2 separate regions of the Arachis hypogaea genome follow, and region 2 is linked to region 1. The links are chromatin contacts, called in public Hi-C maps. All regions are on one chromosome and are shown on one strand. The core of a region is the stretch at or near the end of the contact, and the rest is flanking DNA. Distances in the headings are between cores, read along the strand shown.

Evidence for each region. A called contact is a pair of places that touch in the nucleus more often than the background predicts.
Region 2: a contact with region 1 is called in a Hi-C map of leaf, with 4 times the contacts expected there. The contact joins the promoter of LOC112747120 here to the promoter of LOC112750533 in region 1. A contact is called at or near these places in 5 of 8 Hi-C or Micro-C datasets (leaf and an unstated tissue).

What each region holds. Positions count from the first base shown.
Region 1 is chr15:120,378,125-120,383,692 of arahy.Tifrunner.gnm2.J5K5, reverse strand. It overlaps LOC112750533, which reads left to right and starts at 3,086. Exons shown (of 10, transcript XM_072216690.1): 1 at 3,086-3,234; 2 at 3,362-3,658; 3 at 4,537-4,624.
Region 2 is chr15:120,796,566-120,802,133 of arahy.Tifrunner.gnm2.J5K5, reverse strand. It overlaps LOC112747120, which reads left to right and starts at 2,141. Exons shown (of 7, transcript XM_072216693.1): 1 at 2,141-2,375.

The sequences.
Region 1 (5,568 bases), core at 1,837-4,336:
CAAAGAATACTCGAGACAAACGCAAAAAATACAAAGCTATAATCAATAAGCCAAGCCCAATAACTCTAAAAGAGGTCCAAAGATTGAGTGGACGAATAAGACCTTTTCGCATTTTCTCTGGACCTCGGCACAAAATGTCTTACCCTATTTCAACAAAAAACATTTTAGTGGACCCTCAAATGCGAGGAAGCATTTAAACATTTCAAAAGTGTCCTATTTGAGCCACCGATCTTATCCAAAATCCAAGTGGGAGAATCATTATTCCTTTACCTATCCATATCTAACAAAGCCATGGCAACAATGTTAATACAAGAAGATAATGCCAAATGGCAGCACTCAGACTACTTTATCGACAAAATTTTCATTATGCTAAGGTTTGATGTACACAGATTGAGAAGCTTACTTTTTCCTTGTTAATGTCCTCTAGGTGGCTAATGTAATACTTCCAGAGCCATCCTATTGTTACAAGGACAAACTAAGCGATCTGAAAATTTCTGTAGAAACTCAACCTTGTAAAGAGAATGTTATCCTAGGTCATGCATGTATCTCAATTTGGCATGCACTTTGAGTCACGAAGTGCAATCAAAGTACAAACAATGACCGAATTTCTCATAGAAATCACCACAACTTACACCGACCAAACGACTACACGGTGAAAACTCCATGTAGATAGAGTTTCCAAACAAACCTCTAGGGCCTCCAATGTCATCTTAAAGAATTCAAAAGGAATATTGTTTGAACGTTGGATCTGGTATGAGTTCCTAGTGTCAAAAAACCAAACTGTGCATGTGGCCCTTATTGTTGAAGTGACCTTTGAAAAAGAAGTTGGGGCCACAAGCCTAGAGGTTACCAGTAATTCCTAAGTGCTTATGATCCAGGATAACGAGTCCTAAGCATAGAATCCCTTGCTACAGAGATACCTAAAAAAGGGAAAAAAAGCTTAGCCAATCTTTTGACCAGGTAGTAAGCTAACATATTTAAAGAGAAAAGAACGTTGGGGCAGACTTGCTTTCAAAACTAGCCAGGATTAAACCTAACACCAGAAATTGTTCCCTCAAGCAAGAAATTATAAGGGAGTCATCAGCTTCTCTGCAGCTTGATTATATTCCATTGTAAGAAAATCAATGAATACCTGGAATAACAAAAATAATCTGCCGGTAAATGAATTACCGTTAGATTTTTCGTTGGAAAAATCTAATGATATAACCTTCACCGATAACTAATTATCGTTGAATTTTGTGCCAGATTCGTTGACGAAAAAACTATTAGGCTACTAGCGGAAAGTTTCCACCGATAATTTTGGTGCCACATTTTATTGTTTTGCACCGACTTACCATCATAATTTTTTCCTGATAAATCCGACGGTAAATATAATTTTTTTTATATTTTTTATTTTTTAACATAATTAGCAGTTAAATTCTAAATAATAGAAATCGAATAAGGATTTTTATCAAATATCAAGTGTATGTACAGAATAAGAAGTTAAATAAATAAGATAAAATCAAATTGTCTAGAACAAAACCTTAATCAATACAAATCTTGACAGTTGTCGTCATCGTCATCCCTAGGTTCTGCTAAGGTGGCGGTGTAGGCAGTGATGTTGGTACCCCTCCAGCAGTGCCACTGCCATCAGCGCGCATCTGCTCGTGGTACACTGCCATCTGTTGTTGTATCTACTGAATCTGCTCCAGCTCCTGCCTAAGTGATGCATGTGCATCTTTAGTAGTTTTTAGTTGTTATTTCTTTAATAGTGGTGGTGATTTAGTGTTTTTATTAAGAATTTCATGCTTTTAATCTATAATCTTAGTATTTCTTTCCTTTGATTCAAGTTAGAAAATTTTCTTGCTTTAATTGAGATTTTTTGTGCTCTGATCAATGTTCTTTGGAGTTCTTTTGTGCTTTGAGAAGTGTAAAAAATGAAACAAGGATCAAAAGAACAAAGGAGGAAGTTAAGGACACGCTTTGAAGGCTTAGGATACAGTTTTTCAAATTCAAAAATTAAATCCGGAAGCTTTGCCGTCCAACATGGTGATAATGGCGTCCAACGGCAATCGTGCGTACGCATGCCTCATGCATACCCACAATTATTGAAATAAGCAAAGTCATGCGTACGCATGACCCTAGTTTCATGTCCTACGCCAGTTTTCTGACGTCCTACGCTGAAGCAATACAAAGCATATTTTGGACCATAAATTAAAGCAACGTTGCAGGCGTCCCACGCCCCTCTATTGACGTACCACGGCAAAGTAAACATAGGCTAAATTGGGCTGTTATTTGAGAAGAAAAGTGTGCCATTCAACCTGATTTGCATGCTACTCAATGGTTCATCCTTACCCCAACCTCCAATGCTCAAATGTTCTTATTCATTCTACAATTCTCCAAGGATCAAAAGAGTGGATCAAGCCCAAGAAATCAATCTCAATTCACTACTAGAAAACTAGTTATTACAGACGGATATTTCCGACGGATTTTATCCCACTGAAATACATACGGAATTTCAAAGGGATTTTTTGTCGGAAAACAAAAAAAAAATAGATTAGCATAAATTACAGACGGAAAAGAGAATCCATCTATAATTCCGTCGGAAAAATTAATTTTTTTTCGCGGAATGGTTACAGACGGATTTTCCGTCTGTAATTAAGCAGACAAAAGACGCGTTTTATTAAATTATTACAGACAAAAAATCTGTCTGTAATTTAAATGAAATCCGTCGGAAATATTAAAAACCCTAGTTGAAGATTAACCCATTCACTCGCCATTCACACCATTCACTTCGCCCTGCACCCCGCCGCCCACAGCCACCGCACTCTCTGCCGCCACTGTAGCCACGCAGCCCCCGCATCAGCCCTCGCAGCTCCCCGCAACCCCCACAGCCTTGCAGCCCCTCAACGGTGCAGCCACCGCAGCCCCTACACAGACACAGCCTCCACCGCCACCGTAGAAGATCCGTCGCCGACGGATTCCGAGCTTCTTTTTGTTCCAGATCAGCGCTTTCTTTGTCAGATTCCTTTCGCGCAGCTGGTAGATCGCAAACTCTAACTTTTCTATTCGTTTGTATTTATTTATGTTATGTTATTTGTACCATTTGGTGTAGGATTCCAGCTGCATAGATTTTATTATCATCAATCTGAAAAACTGAAAAACTGTGGAGTGTACTCTGGAAGATATCAAAAATGACCGAATCAATGGGGGTTGAGGTAAAAGGTCCCGACCCCAAACGCGGTTACTTCCATGGTTTGTGATCTAATTTCTCTTATTTTTTATCAGATGATGATGTGATGTTTCTCCGTTTACTCAATTTTTTAATCTGAGTCAATTACTTCCATGGTTTGTGTTCTAATTCCTCTTATTTTTTAATCAGGGATGATGTGATTTTTCTTTGTTTACTCTATTTTTTAATCCAAGTCAAGCAAGATCATACCGACAAATGCGTTTTCAACTTTTTCCTTCCATGAAATGAACGAATTCATCGTTTTGCTGAACGTGGACTCACATCCTTGTTGATCTGGAATTCCCTCTCTCAAATTTATCCTTAATCTCTTCCATGCTTGGTTCAATGGCCCCACAAATCCCCAATCCTACTGCTCAAGACCCCAATGATGTATTTTTCATAGAATGTGCTGATTCTTCTCTTTTGGATGCCTTTCCTACGGTGATGGTGAGCGAAAGTTTGTGTTTCTGTTTTCTTGGTCTTTTTTAGCTTTAGTTTAGTAACTTCTGTACGGTGATTAGATATCCTTTCTCAGTAAAATTGCTTGCCACTATTCTAACCATCTTCATCTTGATGTGAATAACCTAATCATATATGTGTGCATATGATTTAAACAATCTTCGTAGTAGAAAATCTATGAAAGAAATGAAAATAGAGTGTGAATCCTAGATTCTGTTCTTGTGAAAATAGACAATCTTCTTGGTTTTTGGTTTCCAGATTCTGTTCTTGTGATAATAGAGTGTGAATTAGAAGTTGTATGAGGAATAGGAGGTAAGCAAATCTCAATACACTAATACTCAAGTCTTGTTAAAGAATGAGAAGGTCAATAACTAGGAAGTTTTGTGATTGGTGTGAGTGTGACGAATTTATTTTAATTCTTTATATTTCATGATAGTAGAATTTTATTCAAGAATAAGAAATAATTTTATTCATAGAGATAACTTCATTATACCTTTGATTTATGTGGCCTATAAATTATAGGTCATCTCCAAAAGAAAGACTTTGAACGTGTCATCTCCAAAAGAATAAGAAATGTTATACAGTGTGGATTCTTCATTCATTGTTGTTATGACTTATTTCCCTCTTTAGGATACCTACATTTTATTTTCCAGTTCCTTCATTCCAATTTTTAGTCCAACAGGGGCACACATGTATGTACACAAAAAAAATCAAGTAGATACTACCTTTGTATAAATTTTAAGTTATTGACTTTGTGTCCTTCTCCAAAGTCTAATTTTTAAGTTTATGCTAGATTAGAACTTATTATGTGATTTGTTGATCCATCTTTTGAGCCACTAATATTAGTAGAAGATTCCACTATATAGCTTGTAAGATCAACCATCCGGTTCTCGAGGTTGTCTTCTGCACTTGTTGAAGCTGTTAGCTCTCCCTCACTTGGAAGGTTCCTCGGCTGTAAGTGTCCATTTCCTTCAATTGGATGAATCTTTTCTAAATAATTTGGTGATGTTGTGTCTTTGTCCCTCTAGTCCTTGCCACCACTGGAATAGAGAGAGTAGTTGATTGAAAATAAGTCATTAATTGAATGAAGTCATTAATTGAAATGAATTTGAAAATGATAAGAGAAACAAGTAGAAGTAGTTAATTGAAAAGACAACTAGAAGATTAATTTGTCTGAGAGAAGAGGACAGCGTGGTGTTGTAGGTGGCGGTCTCTCATTTCATTTCTCAGTTGGGGAACTTTTGTTGTCGCTTATTCCTTTCTTGTACCTGTAACGTGGTGGTCCATTAGGAAATATACATGCCATTTTTATTTGAATTCAGAAAATTGTGTGTTGCATGAGGTGTTATTGTTGAGTCGTCAAATTATTATTTGATTGATTTAAGAATTATAAAAAAAAATATTCCATTCTTGGCCATTTCAATTGTTAGTCTAATAATATATTGAAGCATCTTGCCAATAATGAATGATAAAATATCATTATTCAATGTAATCATTCAATTATATTATTAAAGAGCATCTATTATCATGCAACGACATGTTGGATACAATATATAGAGGAAAACTTTATTGTTTTAGCTTTTTTTATTAAATTCTGTTTTTACAATATATTTGGAGTTTCATTTATTCAATGATCAATTTTTATTTGGCTTGATTTCTTGTTTCAATTACATTAATGTAGAACTGAATAAAAGTTTCCAGATATAGGCATGCTTTGAATATTCAATTCATTGGATCTAGAATTGCAGTTGTTTGGAAGCAATTATTAAATAACTGGACACTTGGATTACATTGTTTATTTTCGGAATTCCTTCTATAATTTATAAATGACGAGAATGGTATAATGCCAGTACACTTGATTGTTCTTTTTCACCATTGAAGTGTTTCACTAGCTTGTA
Region 2 (5,568 bases), core at 892-3,391, 420 kb before region 1:
TGGTGAATCTATTTTTAATATATAAAAGTATATACATAAGTTTATCCACATTATTTTTAAGACATGTTTCTCCTTCTACTAATGCCATATTAGCAACATCACTTGACAAAATTTTAGAATCAACCATACAATTTTTACCAAATCACCTATTATTTCTAAATTAGCAAAAAAAAAAAAATAAACTATACAAAAAAATAACTCATTAAATGTAACAAACTATATAATAAGTTTATAACCCTCAATAATTAATTTCTATAAATAACTCATTAAATATAATAAATATCTATATTACAAAGTTCATAATAATATTATTAATTATAATAAATTTTATGTTACAAATATTCAAATTTCATATTATTTGACCTACTTATATAAGTCTCTTATCACTATTCCTTCAAATAACATCAAATTTAGCAAAAAAAATTTATTTCCGAACTACATGACATCTCAAACTTACTTAATGAAGTATAATTCTTTAGACAATATTACCAAACAAACAGACAATTGGTTTATCAAAGTTTACATGGTTTGTCTATGAAAAACATTAACAACCACAAACGAAGAGGAGCCTCTTTGATTAGAAATGGTTATATTAGATGAAAATGAGACAACTACATTTGTGGCACATGTAATCAAACACCACAATATCCAACAATAAGGTAACCCTATATACTTTTTATAATCTCACCTATTAAATTATTAGTTACTAACCCAATACTTATTTCAGATCAAAGTGCTACAACAATTTTTGTACTATTTGATGGCGAAGAAAAGAAAGTGTTGGGCACAACTGCTTCAAATCTAATGACACTCCAGAAAAATAATGACATTGAAATATCATCCCAATTGAAAAATTTGTGCAACTTTACACTTATATTTGAACGTAAATGATTTTAATCTCAAAAAAGATTGTCAACAATACACTGTTACTAAGACATTTGTTCCAACCAAAAACACCGAACCTCAACACCCATTACAACAAATAAAATAGGTAATACTCTAGAAAAAATTCACTTATTTAAGACATCATTTTTATTTCTAATTTAAATTATTCATTGATTATAGGAACCAACTTCGCCAACACTAATATCATCAAACGAAGATCACATACCCATTAAGAAATTAAAGAGAAAGAAAATCATACAAATTCAAGACACATCTTCGAAAGAAGAACATACATGCAAAGATGGAACAAATAACATAATAGAAAGTGCATACAACTCAACAATTCATAAAGAATATGCCTTCACAAGAATCTACGACAGAAAGAAGAAAGTAAGAACTCTAACAACAACCAATAAAGAAAAAGGAGAACGAACACTACATAAGAAGACTAAGTCCATCAACAAAAGTAAATGCAAAAATCAAACTACCAAATAAAAATATTACTTTGTACAATTTTAACATCCAAATCTTTTGTACTACAAATTATTTTAAATAAAACACCTTTTAAATTTAACTTTAGTTTACACATATTTAATTTAATTCTATAAAACATAGCAATTTCTAATAAAATTTGAGAAAATAATATTTAAAGTTTTTAGATTAGCAAAAAACAGATCTGACTAGCTTAATAGATCTAAAAAGGCTTGATGAAATAATATCGAACGCTCTCATTAGGTTGGTTGTGATCCAATCTAAGCCAAAACTTAACTTGTGAAGGTTTCAAAAAAGAATATTAATTATACACTCATTTTATTTTATTGTGGAACTTTCAAGTTACTTTTGAGAACTAGATTTAAGTATTTTAGATCAAGCTAGTATATATCACTTATGTATATCTTTTCAACTCTTATATTAAGTTTGGAAGTGAGTTTTAGTTTTACTTATGATGCCTCAGAAACGTTTTTAAAAGCTTTCTAAAGTTGATCTAGATCTCAAAAAGTGTGCTTTAATATATATAGATGAGTTCTATTAAATTTCGTCTAAAACAACATGTAATTATCTTTTATGATATAGTACATTTTAATTAGATGTTTAGTTTTAATTTGAGTTAATTCAACTCAATAAGAATTAATATCTTAATTAAAGTATGGTCATTTTGTAATTAAATATTTTTATAAGATGGATAATTATATAATTTTTGTAAATATTAAAAAATAAATTTATATTTTTTATCAAATCAGTTTTAATTTGATTCGTTCTACCATTCCATTGAAGAACATCTCCCCTGTTGAGTGAAGAACATTTTCTCCCTTCCATTGTTCTTTCATACTCAAATTCGTTCCTACTAAGCTTCACCGTCGTCGTCGTCATCGCCGTCGGGAGAAGAAGCGTCTGCTGCCCTTTCGCTCGGAACATATTTCTTCCTTTGATCATCCCTTAACATATTTCTATCGCGGCTCTCCCTGCAACCTCCTTACTTCTGCAATTAGGTTTTTGTTCTATCATTTTTTTTTGCTTTATGTCCTTTAATTTTATTCTGAATTGAGTTAATTGAAATTGAAATAGGTAATTGGAACAAGAGTAGCTCTAATTTTGATTAGAAACACCTTGGATATTGTTGTGTTATTTTTCTGAACCTTTCATCTTGTTATAGTTGCTGATGTTGTGTTGTTATTGGTGCTGTGTTTTGTTTTTTTAATTTATCTTCTTGCAGTGCTCCTGTTTACTGGTGTTCTTCTGTTATTTGTAATGCCCCGTTCACTTTCACTTTCATATGGAAGAGGATGGTTACTGCTTTAGCTTTGGTGTATAATCTTCTAAAAATATTTACTTAATCTGAATTATTTTTATTTTAATTAAGTGTACCGCTAACTTTCCAAAGTAATTTTAACTTTGCTCATTTCCTTCAAAAGAAGTGAAATAGAAGTTATGAAGTAGAAAAGGCCTTAACAATTTGTATGATATTAATTATGTATATCTATTGAATGATTATGAAACAAATAAAAATGGGTAGTAGCCATCTAGAAATAAAAAGAAGTTGAATGCTTTTTCTTGTGTATGTCCTCATGATTTCTGAACATTAGATTAAAATGCATCCAACTCAGTGTCGTCTTCCTTTATACGTCTCATTTGAATCAATTTCTAATATTTATCATTTATCTTGTTTCTATAAACATAATGTGCGTGACTTTGTTCTGGTCAGGTGCAAGTATTACTACCACATGTTTTTATTGTTACATACACTTCCTTCATTTTAACTTTGGTGAGAATCTCATTTCTACTTTGTACAAACCATGACAAATGAAATTCTGAAATGATAAAAATCATAATAAATTTCTAGCATGGTCCAGTCTGAGATCAAGGAGAAAGACAACTAAAGAAATACCAAACTTAAAATTTGAAATTAGATGAAAAATATCTAAAATAAAATTCAAAAATCAAGAAAAAGATAAATAAGATAAATATCAAAAATTAAGAAAGATAAACAAGATAGGATTCAAAATTAAAAGAAAAATTAATTAAACCAAAAAGAAAATTACTAAAGAAACACTAAAATTAAAAATTGAAATTAAATAAAAAAAGATAACAAAGATTTGAAAATAAAAGAAAAAGATAGATAAGATAGAAATCGAAAATTCAAAAAAAAAACTAATAAGATAAAAAGAAACACCAAATTTAAAATTTGAAATCAAATAAAAACAAGATAGCCAAAATAAAAGAAAAAAAATTTCGAATTTAAGGGAAAGATAAATAATATAACAATCGAAAATTAAGAAAAATAAATAAGAAAGAATTCGAAAATCAAAAGAAAGATAATTAAACAAAAACTAAAAAATACCTAATCTAAGCAACAAGACAACCTGTAGTTATCAATCACGAACAATTTCCGGCAATAGCGCTAAAAATTTGGTGCGCGAAATTAGAACTCGCACAGCTGAACTGGCAAGTGCACCATGGTTGCATGCACAATGACTCAAGAGGAAAAAATTCGTTCCGAAGGTCCAAAGATATGGTTTCTTCCACCTAGGGTCTCAGTAAGTCATATGAAGTCAATATTTACTGTATACTGTAATACAACAAACAATTTTAATCGCAATTTTTTTTATTGGTAAACTTTTTAGGAACAAGCACTTTCGTTTTGCTACACACCAACAGCTATGGTAATGGACCATTAAGCATATTTGTCTAATGTTAGCAGGTTGTCAAAGGTAGCTAATGTATTAGTTTTTAATTTGAAACCTACCCATTTATTATTAATACATGATATATGCAATGATTTTATATTTTTGATGATGATGATAGCGGTTGAATATAAGAAGTAAATGTTGATTGCCTGTGGGATTGATATGTGTGGTTAAAAGGATATGGATTAATGATTAGTACCTGTGGGATATTAGTTTATGAACCAAGAAACTTTATGAATGGTTCAATAATGCTTAATTGATTAGCTTTGTGAAATTAGTCGAAATTGATAAACCGGTAACACATACAGTTCCTGAAATAAGTAACTGGGGAGATATATATGCTACTGAAATGGTATGTTAGTAAGTGTTCTAGATTGGTATTATTTTATAAATGATCATCTAATTTATTTACTTTGTTGTATTTATAGACTTATAATATATGATATTCGATACACATATGATCTAACTTTATTGCATTTGAATGATGACTCTCCTATTATTATTTGTAAATATAGTTCCTAATAATTTTGAAAAGTTACCAAAGTAAACCTTGCTGCTATCTCCAAGAATCTTATTTGTAAATATATACCCTCCATTGATTCCCAAGATCCTTGATCATTATGATCTTTGGGTTTGGAGCATTTATTTGACGCACACTGTTTAATGAATGTGATTCCTATAGCACAAGAAATTCTATGGTTTTACTTCTTTGTTAGCTGTGCTTGCCAATAATTGAATTACACGTTGTCGTTGCTTGTAAATTCATTGTATCAAATGATTGAATGAGAGTAAATTGTGGAATCTGAGGCCTATTTTTTTGTCCACTTTCATTTTAGTTTTGATTAAGTTTTCTTTTGACTTTGGACAATTTCATTATACGATTACCCAATTTACATAACAATACATTTTAATCTGGGTAGAACTCTAACACATAAATTGATTGCTACCAAATTTATCTTGTTGGATAATTTTGTCAAGTCTGTGTTAATTTTAATATGTTTGGCATCAAATTTTGAGTTATATAACTTCTTTACATGGATAGCAAGATGACTGATAGATGTAATATTGAAGCAGCAGACATGTTAGCTACTGTTACTTTAAACAAGACTTTAGTATTAATTTTACTTTTAAAAAAATATGATTTGAAAATTGGATTTTCAAAAATTGATTTTAAAACTGGATTTTAGTTTAAAACACTGGTTTTGAGGTTAAAAATATGGTTTGAAAATTATTTTTCTAAAAGTTGGTTTTAAAATTGGACTTTTAGTTTAAAAATTCTGGTTTTGAGGTTAAAAGATTTGGTTTAAAAATTGGATTTCTAAAAACTGGTTTTAAAAGTGGATTTTTAGTTAAAAAAATCTGGTTTCGAGGTTAAAAATCTGATTTTAAAACTGGATTTACAAAAATCCGGATTCAAAACCGGTTTGTATGTAAAACCGGATTTAAATATTAAAATTGGTAGAAAATCGGTTTATATTTTTCCATAACGGTTTAAAGT